2 separate regions of the Hordeum vulgare genome follow, and region 2 is linked to region 1. A link is a contact called in public Hi-C data. All regions are on one chromosome and are shown on one strand. Each heading gives the region's core, a stretch centred on a gene start, on an enhancer-like site or on the middle of the called end of the contact. The rest is flanking DNA. Distances are from core to core; before and after follow the strand shown. Region 1 holds the start of LOC123412665 (deoxyribodipyrimidine photo-lyase). Region 2 holds the start of LOC123407387 (probable E3 ubiquitin-protein ligase ARI8).

What was found. Hi-C and Micro-C count contacts between places; a contact is called where the count stands out from the background.
Region 2: a contact with region 1 is called in a Hi-C map of leaf, with 8 times the contacts expected there. The contact joins the promoter of LOC123407387 here to the promoter of LOC123412665 in region 1. A contact is called at or near these places in 2 of 6 Hi-C or Micro-C datasets (leaf and seedling).

What each region holds. Positions count from the first base shown.
Region 1 is chr7H:218,569,450-218,574,597 of MorexV3_pseudomolecules_assembly, reverse strand. LOC123412665 (deoxyribodipyrimidine photo-lyase) reads right to left here and starts at 3,545. Exons shown (of 10, transcript XM_045105612.1): 1 at 3,060-3,545; 2 at 2,788-2,936; 3 at 2,498-2,694; 4 at 2,165-2,405; 5 at 1,874-2,031; 6 at 1,749-1,785; 7 at 1,603-1,661; 8 at 988-1,069. The coding sequence starts at 3,408.
Region 2 is chr7H:219,245,036-219,250,385 of MorexV3_pseudomolecules_assembly, reverse strand. LOC123407387 (probable E3 ubiquitin-protein ligase ARI8) reads right to left here and starts at 3,968. Exons shown (of 15, transcript XM_045100513.1): 1 at 3,521-3,968; 2 at 2,147-2,268; 3 at 1,545-1,647; 4 at 1,335-1,425; 5 at 577-749; 6 at 345-446; 7 at 117-205. The coding sequence starts at 3,724.

The sequences.
Region 1 (5,148 bases), core at 2,296-4,795:
ATGTTCTTCTCTCCAGCATAGGCGACAGAAATACTTGTAGGTCATAAACTCATGACAACATCTTTGGTGGTATTGACAAGCTAAATGCCATCGAACAAATTAGACAAAGTACAATTCTAAGCTGAACAAAGTCAGGCAAGAAAACCTTCTGAAAATAGCACACACCGTTTCAAAACTTCAACCCTTTGCTCAAAATGGTAGCTGAAGCCTCTCCCGATGCTCGTGATGGGCATGGAATCAGGGAAGTTTCTTTAAGGCTGGCCGTTGAGTTAGTCGGTTCATAGGTTTTCGTAAAATACGAGTATTAGTTGGTAATCTAGTTGTGCACTACATTACCAAAATGGTAGCTGAAGCAGTTTTGTCCTCATGTCTGTTCTAAAAATATTAGTCCTAGTCTGATGCTCCTGTTGGGCATGGAAACAGAGTCCTAGACAGTATAGCATTGTGCCTGGATGCACTATAAATAAAGGCCTAGCTGGTCATACAAGGGGGCAGGTTATTTTTCAGAGTCTAGAAAAGCAGAAAATTGCCATGACTGGAGGGAGACAATATCTGCGTGCACACTAGTTGGTAACTAAAGTGCGTTGGATCGGGCTGTGATGCTTCTAATTGCTATGTGATCCCTTTGGATTGTCCAGGTGATACCCATGGCTGCTGGACTTGTTTCGCCAGAGTTTGCAGTGATCAGCTGATTTCAACCCGGCGTCAACTTCACTTGTTATGCCACATATCAACACGATTTCTGTTGTCCCATAATTAGTACTATAAACAAATTTAATCAAATGTAGGCTCTTGCAACTGATGGTTCGGTGTTTTCAGGAGATCTGTAAATGCATAGGATCTTACACTAAAATTTGGCAAGTTTAGTTTCTCACTCATTATGACTGTATGATGTGCTTCATGTGTTTTATGAATTGAAGCTATTTGCCAGCACCGAGAAATGTAAAATAATAAACTCTACAATGTTGCCAAACATCTCAAAATTACCTTGTCATTCAAATATATTGCTATTGAAAGTGCTTCTTCAGGTCCACTGGTCCATTCTAGAATTTTTTTGGCCCAATACATTCTGCAGAAAACCACCATATCAGGGCAGAGCAGTATGCTTTACAATGAACTTAACTGCAGAAGTAAACTACACGGCTTGTGACCCCAAGATGAAAGTGGAGCATAGGTGCTCAAATGTTCTTTTTCTAAATCGCTCAGATTTGCCACCTACTTGGACCTGCAAGATCTTCATGGGCTAAATCGCACAGATTTGCCACCGTTCCTGGATTATACTTCCTACGTTCCTAAATATAAGTTTTTTTTTAGAGATTTCACTACGGACTACATACGGAGCAAAATGAATGAATCCACACTCTAAAGTATGTCTACATACATCCGTATGTAGTTCATAGTGGAATCTCTAAAAAGACTTATATTTAGGAAGGGAGTGAGTATTTATAGGGCATAATTAGTTTAGTTTTTCATATTTTTAGCAACAAGAATAATCTCACGCAATTCATACCAGCCCAAATGACATCAAAATAATGAAATATCAAATAAAATGCATTAAAAATATGATATCTAAAGTAGGCAACTAGGCATAATTTATTTTACCGCATGAATCCATGCATTTTTCCATGGTGGACCATCTCCAACTGTGATGCATTCCAGAGCTGATGAAGAATCAAGGAAGAGAACACATAACTCGATTAGTAAATGAGAGTTATCTCCAGTAGTAGAACGTGTTTTTTAAAACATACAGGATCAGCTGTTTTTGCATTCTCAAGCTGCTCCCTCCTGCAAGCCAAGGTAAATTCTAGTTAAGGAGCCTTTTGCCTCACTGCTGACAAGCAGATATACATATATAGCCCAAATAGTATCTTACGTGTAAATGTGTTCTCTTTTGTCGGCAGCATGATCCTTCAGTGTCTTCCTCGCCCACTCCCAAGCACCTGCTACCGAATCATAGTGAGGCTGATAGTAGCAGAAATTGTCGGCTAGCTCCCTCCTTATTATCAGCTCCTCCAAGAAAGCATCCACTGACTGTTCCCAAACAATTGATATTTCAGATTTGCAGTTTGGTACTATTAAGAAGAAATATATTCTGACATCTAATGATATATTATTTTATTGCATGGGTCTCAAACCAAAAGCTTGACAAAGAAAACAATGGCACCTTGGGACTAAGATGGCGACGCTTTTTTGCCTCGAGAGCACATCTTTGTGCTGAAATATGCCCAAAATGCAGGTAGGGAGAGAGGCCAGACAATGCCGTTGGCTTTGTGGGATAATTCCGGTCCGAATCATAGCTCTTAATCCTTTTCGTTAGGAACCCATCCTTGGTACCCAGAAGTGCCTCCATTGCCGCCGCCTCGCCCGGCTCACACCAGTCAATCTCAGGCACGTCCTCTGCCTGGCTGCAACATCAGCAAAGAATCAAACACCACTCATAACAAATTTCTTCAGTCCAAATCACATATGCAGTAAATTTGTCGCAACGCATCCGGACCTGCAAACCGTGTCAATCAGCATATCCCAATCAATGTCCTTTGGCTGCTCCCTGTCCCATGGCACCACCTGTGCTAACTCGGGGAACTCGACCAGGTACTCGTCCAAGACCTTGTTCATCTTGCTTCTGAAGGTCTTGGCAGAGTACTCCAGCTTCCCCGATGCCGCCCATACCGGCACCACGTTGTGCGCGTCTACCTGTGTGCCAATGCCACAAAGCCCGCATGTCTCTCAGTCGAATTCCGCTGAAAACGACTGCAACTTCCCTTGTGATTCCGATTCGAATTCTACCTGGTGAACAGCCACACTGGCAGCATCCCGCCCCAGCGTGCCGACCACTGCGTCCAGCGCCTCGCGAACCGGCCGGAGCGGTGAGAAGTCGGCGACCAGCGCCGACGCCCCGAGCCGCCACACCAGCGCTGGTATCTCAGTGGGCCCACCTGTCAGCGAAACGTTATTAAACGGTTACAGTACATTTCTCGTACCGGGAAATCGATTCCCTTTTTCGAAAAGCGGAGCCTATAAAGTCGGCCACCAGAAGGGGATCAAGGCGAAAGGCGTACCGGTAAGGAGGAAGAAGGGGATGCGGCGGGTGGCAGCGTCGGCGGCGAGCCGGCGGAGGCCACGGAGGAGGAATCCGAGTTGCCGGCGGCGCGCGGAGAGGAGGAACGGCTTCGGGAACAGGGAGAACGCGACGGCGAGCGGCGCCGCGGAAGCGGCGGCGAGGCTCGCCGCGTGGAGGAGCGCCCAGTTGTCGGCTAGCCGCTGGTCTCGCAGCATCCAGTAGACCACCGGGCCAGGCTTCGCGCCAGCAGGGGGCAGGCCCTGCCCCGGGTGGAGCACCCGCACGCGAGCTTGGTGGACCGGTGCGGTGACCACCGGGCCTGGGCTAGGGCTTGCGGTCGGCGCCATCGCGCGGTGGGAGACGGTTCGACGGGGACGAAAGAAGAGGGAGGGAATGCGGGGGTTGATCAAACTTGCGCCTGCACTTTGGGTGCTCTCGGTGTAGGAAGGCTGGAGCTTTTGGCTACTGGGCTGTTTGGGTGATTGGGTCTCAGGGTTGATGGTGTATAAATTGGGTCTTGGCAGGCACTTCACGAGGTGGTGTGAGTTATGGCCAGAAAACGGCCACGTAAGGGCCATAGGTCCACACTAAACAAAAAGGGCCATGGGTCCACACTAAACGCTACGGCAAATACGGCCTGGTTAGAGCAACCCTGAGAGAGGAAGAGGGGGAAAAAAAAGAGAGAGAGCAAAGCCAGCGTTTATTTTATCGCACGTCTATAACGCACCAAACTACTACAAAATAGAGGAAAATCCTATTCGTAGTTTGGAAACCTTTGAAGTTTCTACCAGTTTTCCGGTTTTGGGAAACTTCTACAAAGTTTTCTGAATAGGTTTTTCTATTTTTTATTTTTTTTATTTTTTTCGTTTCTTTTTTATTTCGGTTTCTGTTTCAAAAAATGTTTTTGAATTATCAAAAAATATTCTTGATTTTTAAAAAATGTTCCATAATTTCAAAAAATTGCCCTTCATTCCAAAATTTGTTCTTAAGATTCAATTTTGTTCTTCGTTTCAGAACTTGTTCTCAAAATCTAAAAAATGTTCATGCTTTAAAAAATTGTACGCATTTTCAAATTTGTTTAGGATTTTTCAAAACTTTTCTCGATTACAAAATTTGTTCTCAAAATTTGAAAAATGTTCATGCTTTAAAATTTTGTTCGTGCTTCTAAATTTGTTTGGGTTTTCAAAATTGGCCTCCATTTCAAAAATTTGTTCTCAAGATTCAGAAAATATCCATGCTCTAGAAAACTTGTTTACACTTCCAAATTCGTTCACTATTTTTCAAAATTGTTATCGGTTTCAAAATTTGTTCTTAAAATTCAAAAATGTTCGTGCTTTTACATATTTGTTCGCGCTTTCAAATTTGTTTGTGGTTTTTCAAAATTGTTCCCCTTTTCCAAATTTTGTTCTAAAGATTAAAAAAAATTCGTGCTTTTAAAAAATTGTTCGCGTTTCCAAATTTATTCAAGTTTTTACAAAATTGTTGTCTGTTTCAAAATTTATTCTCATAATTCAAAAAATGTTTGTGCTTTAAAAATTTGTCCGCGCTTCCAAATTTGTTTGGGGCTTTTCAAAATTGATATCCATTTCTAAATTTTGTTCTCAAGATTCAAAAAATGTCCGTGCTCTAAAAAAACTTTTCGCGCTTCCAAACTTGTTCACGGTTTTGAAATTTGTTTTCAAAATTCAAAAATGTTCGTGCTTTACAAATTTGCTCGCGCTTTCAAATTTGATCATGGTTTTTGAAAATCGTTCTCCTTTTCAAAATTTTGTTCTAAATATTAAAACATGTTCATGATTTCAAAAATTGTTCGCGCTTCTAAATTTATTCACGTTTTTCAAAAATGTTCTCGGTTTCAAAATTTGTTCTCAAATTTCAAAAAATGTTCGTGTTTTAAAAAAAAATCGCGCTTTCAAATTTGTCGGAGTTTCTCAAAACTGTTCTGCTTTGTAAAATTTTGTTCTCAAGATTCAAAAATATTCGTGCTTTAAAAAATTGTTCGCACTTCCAAATTTGTTCACGATTTTTCATAATTGTTCTTCAAATTGGAAAAATCTTATTGCTTCAAATACAAAAGAAATGGAAAA
Region 2 (5,350 bases), core at 2,719-5,218, 680 kb before region 1:
CTTACATAATAATGTATTTATCTGAACTGACCACTAGCAGCACAAACATAGTATTCGAGGTGAAGGATAAGAACACTGAACACATCAAATATTACTATACTGAGCAAATAACCAACCAATTCATATTTTCAGATTCAGCGCTGTTCTTCAGAATCCACATAGAAACTGTCCTACAGTTCACTGGTCTGTGAGCTTCTTCTGTGCACTGGAAACATCGAACGATCATTAGTGAAACCAAGCATGTATAATCACTAGAACCAGTAAAATATTAAAACAGAAGCATCCAATCACTAGGAGAAACAGAAGCAGCAAGTTAATAGGAAAATGGAAGCAGTAGCACTCACATTCCAGCAAAATCGGAATGTGCAGTTACATGAGACATCATAATTCACATCACTAACAAATTCCACTGCACATGTACAGTCAGGAGCTGGACACCATTTCGTCTGCACGAAATATTTAAGATTACATGAAGGTGTAACATAGAAAGTACATAATATCAGAATTGCTAATGTAACTGCCAGTATAAAGTATAAAAAAGAATAGCCCCCCCAAATATTTGTACAAACAACTTACCTTCTTGCCACTTTCCACATATGCACGCAAGGCAAATCGTGCATACTTTTCTCTATCTTCGTGTTTGCCTAATTTGTTAATCATGCCTTCAAGAACGATAGCCCTGCATGATGGATCAGGGCATCGCAATGACAAACATCCCGGACCCTGACTTACAGCAGCGCTGATATAACCTGCAAATTTTGACTAAATTATCAGAAGTTTCATCATAAAAACTGAAACAAAGAGATAAGTGCGAAACAGGAGAGTTGAATAGTAGCATCATAGGACCAAAAAAACTGATATTAACATTGCATGCACATGAAAGGTCTCGTGTGCTGTTGAAACCGTTAAATCTTAACCTTCACAGCAGGATATATCACCCAACTGTGTCTAATGCATGTCTATCGAAAATGAAAGGATGCAAAGTAGAATACTTCAAACCTTCAGGTTCTTTAGAGAAAATCAGAACTGAACCTTTTATGTCCTACTCATAATATCATCATGTCTTATTGACAGACACATGCCAAATGTTACTCAAATCACAGCCACCAGAACACAATAAATTTGGGAAAGCCAACAAGGCGGAACTAAATAATGTTGTAGTAAGCGTGCTATTGCATGGTTACCTTACAACTGCCTGAAGAACTGATACTCAGAAAGTCAGAAGCAGAGAAATAGACAGTAATGTGACCAGACGTTCAAGCAGAGAGAGAGAGAGAGAGAGAGAGGGAGGGAGGGAGAGGGAGGAAGAGAGAGAGAGAGAGAGAGAGAGAGACCTTCCCAACATTCATGGCAATAAAAATGAGCACAACCCGCAGAACTCATCATATCTGAAGAGTACCCTTCAAAACATATTCCACAAGTTAGCTGCAACCAAAACAACTGTCAGAGGTTAGAAAATGGTTTACATACATCCAGAGCCAATGGGGCGACCCTGATCTGACATAGGAAACCAAAGTGCTAACATTTTAACAAATAGTACATACCTTCCTCAAATTATGAAAATCAGTTCCATTCATAAGTAAGCCAACAATACCACGGACTTTTTCTTCATCAGAAAACCATTCATCATTCAGCTTGCTGATGTCCCTGAATAAAGAACTAAAACTATCAACAGAGAACACATACAACTAAACAACATTACTTCCAAATAGTACCAAAAGATCCAACTCTTCAATTTCCAACCACCAAGCAAGAAAAGTGTGCACATTGCCTTATGTAGAACTTCACAATCAAGGTGAAATGGGTAAATTCAAAGAACATAAAAGCACAATAATTAAAAGAAAAGTGTCTCGTGTTTAGAACTTTAGATACATACAAGATGTACGGATAAGGCAAAATTATAGGATTATGCTCGGGATGATATTTTTGCAGGAACAGTTTTAGGCTCTATCTAAAACTACACTTTTTAAAATACCAATTAGGTGGTATGCTCGTAGAGCATCTTTAGAAGTGGCAGAAAGTTAGAAAGAGATCATAACCATAGAATATTATGTTTAGATGTGACATACGTAGTTGAGTAGCCTGTGCATTGCAAAGCACAATCCAAATATTACTAGGAGTTACTGGACCGAAATAAGGAACTAACCATTTATAGTGGTGAAGAAGGACAGATGCTTCTTCCCTTGGAATGAACAGTAATGCAGATACCTCACTTATATCTTCCTCTTGGCGTTCAGATATATCCTTTTCAGTTAAAACAATGTATCTCTGTAGATAGCAGGAACAGAAACTCTTTTAGAGACTCAAGCATATAGCATAAAGCAATATGACGTGGAAGAGTAAATCAACAGGAGAATGCAATGCCAGTTTGTAAATCATGTAAAGAAAGAACCAACTTGATTTTCCAAAAACCACAGTATCCGACTAGTTCTCCAGCTCTTTGCCATCAGGACAGAAAGCTATCAAATCAGCAACCTATTAGCATCTAAAGGTTAACATAGATCATGAATTGGCACACCTATTGGATGTGCCCAAGCATAAATCTTGCCTGCTGAACACTGGGCAGAGCCTGTAGAAGCAGTGCATCCACGATCAAGCTAATCATCCATTTACATTGACAGGGCAAAACTAGAGAAATAAAAAGAGATGCAAACCTGCAACCCATCTCACTGCTTACTAATGAAAAATCTGATCCACTAACTGATATCATATTCACCAAGTATAACTAAATCAAGCATTGTCATGTGCATCATTTGTGTTTAAATTTTAATCATCAATTTACAACTGTTGGAACCGAATCACTCAGCTCCTCTCTCTCGCGCGCGCGGTTGTTTCTCACAACACGCACAAGCACACAAGTACTACGAACAAAGTCGGTTTCTTTCTTCTCTTTTGGTGCTGCGATTGCTGCAGCTGGCTGGGCTTTCCCTTATCTATAACTGGAAGGAACTAGTACAAAACTAACTTAGTTGACTTCTTACAGCCTATTAGACTTGTTGAGTTGACCCACTGACTTAGCCTAAGAAAAAAACTCGACTCACTATCTTACACCCTAAGGAAAAGACTCGACTCATTGACTAACTGCAGCATGAGCAATTACAACAAGGATTATATCTAACAGCGACAGCCACAAGGTACAAGCAGGCCAAGCGAGCTCTAACAAAAGGCTGACAGTTTGGCAATGAACAGCAATGCTCCTTGAAAAATTCCCCGCACTCAAATGGGCCAAATGTCATAATCGTCACACCCGCAAGGGCATATGACCCTATAGTTTTAGCAACCGATCTCCCAAGAGAACCGCGCGACTCAGCATCAGGCGACAGGCCACCGCTCACCGCTAGAGCAGCTAAGAACTAACTAAGAACTGTTCACCTTTTCCGAGTGGATGTGACATTATTACTCTGTAGAGTTTCCCCAGCCCGATTGGTCTCAAACCCTAACAATCCCCAAAAAGGCGAAAGCACCACGGAAGCAAGGGCCCGATCTGTGTCCGGGCATATGGATTGATTCAACGGCTCACCTGCTCGCGCCTGGAGACGGCCTCGTCGCTCCCCTCGGCCTCCTGGCCCTCGTAGCCTCCGGCCAATAAATCCTCTTCGCCGGAGGCGGCGCCGCCGCTGGCGTCCCCGTCGTCGCACTCACCCTCGTCGCTGCAGTAGTAGTAGTCCTCGTCGTCCACCATCTCCTCGTCGCTGGCGACGGGCATCTCGGAGTCGGAGTCCATTGCGCTTGCCAAATCTGACGATCGGCGGATCGGGCGGAAGTGGCCGGGGGCGCGACCGGGTAGGAGGTAGGGTTCCGGCGAGGTGGGCGGGGCGGGGCGGGCGGGGTAGGAGGCGGTGAGGAAGATGTGCGAGACCGATGGAGTTGCGTGGGCGAGTCGGCAGCGGCACCGAGGTGATGCTGGGTTTTCTAACGAGTCTTTTCGGGGTTTCCCAAGGGCCGGAGCCGGAGAGTATTACTACTGCTGGTCACTCTGTGTTTCTGTCGGTATCGGAGTAGTAACATACTCCTACTCCGTATTTCACGAGTGCGTTTCAATCCTAACTCGGTAAGATTAAGATTTCTCGTTATGACTCTGGGTCTCGGAGATCAAGATTTCTCGTTTTAGTTAGAGGTATGTTTGGAACGTGCTTTCGCACGGAACAGTTTCTTCCCGCTCTGTATTAGACTATCCACAATAAAAATAATATAGTAGGTAGTAAAAAAAGCCTATACTAAGCGTCATCCGTGTGCGGTTAGCAAAAAGCAGCCCTGTGGATATACCTTTAATCAAATCATCAGTTAATACTATCCGCAGTCGACGCCTTCCACAGCTCGGTCCTCACCCACTAGCAGCGTTTATCTACAACTACATCGGTTGCGTCTGAAAGCATCCCTCGCGGCGCACGAGGACCATTTCGATCAACGCCATATCGGAGCGTCGCGGCTCAGTTTGCAGCAAGACAACCATCGACGTCGTCGTCGCATCACCGTCTAGCACGGCGGTGCCTTGGCAGCACTGGCTCGCAACACCGACTTCCTACAACCCCTGCGGTCCCCTCACACCATTCCTCACGCTTCTATCGAGATGATGTTGTTGCAGTCCACTCCCAACAACACCACGCCATGTTGTCGATGGTCGTCGGAACATTTCGACGGTCATCGGACTGTTGCAGCAACGCTTCGCCGCGTCGTGGCAGGTCGTTGCAGCATCTCGACGGTCGTCGGACCTTTGCAGCAGCAGCAGTACGCCTCATCGCATCGTGGGTGATCGCCGCGACACCTCGCCGGTCGTCAGACCTTTGCAACAACATCATCGCCTCATCGCTCCGTGGGCGATCATCGCAGCATCTCGACGGTCATCTGACCTTTGCAGCAGCAACATCGCCTCATCGCTTCGTGGGCAATCATCGCAACATCCCGACGGTCGCTAGACCGTTGCAACATCGTGGCGGTCAACGGACCATTGCCGGAGCAACTCTAACGTTGTCCCTAGCATTGTCACACGGTTGCGCCGTGGCATCACCGATGACCCCTCGATGCTGCTCCATGGCATCTCGCGTCGCTGCACTGCGAACCTCGATGGTGTTACGTCGTAGCACCGACGACCTCGACGCTGCTCCATTGCAGCTCGCGTCGTGACACCACGCCGCCCGTTGATGCTCCGTCGCATCACCGAAGGGCGCGGACAATGATGCGACGTAGGATGACAGTCTGTGCAACATCTGACTGCTTGAACGACTGCGGTGATGCTAGGCATGTTGTGACGGCAACGGTGATGACGCGACCGCATGCTACGAATTCCTATGGTGTACTCTGAAGGCCGAGGCGATGTTGCAAGACATCCCAACTGCTTCGACGATGCTGC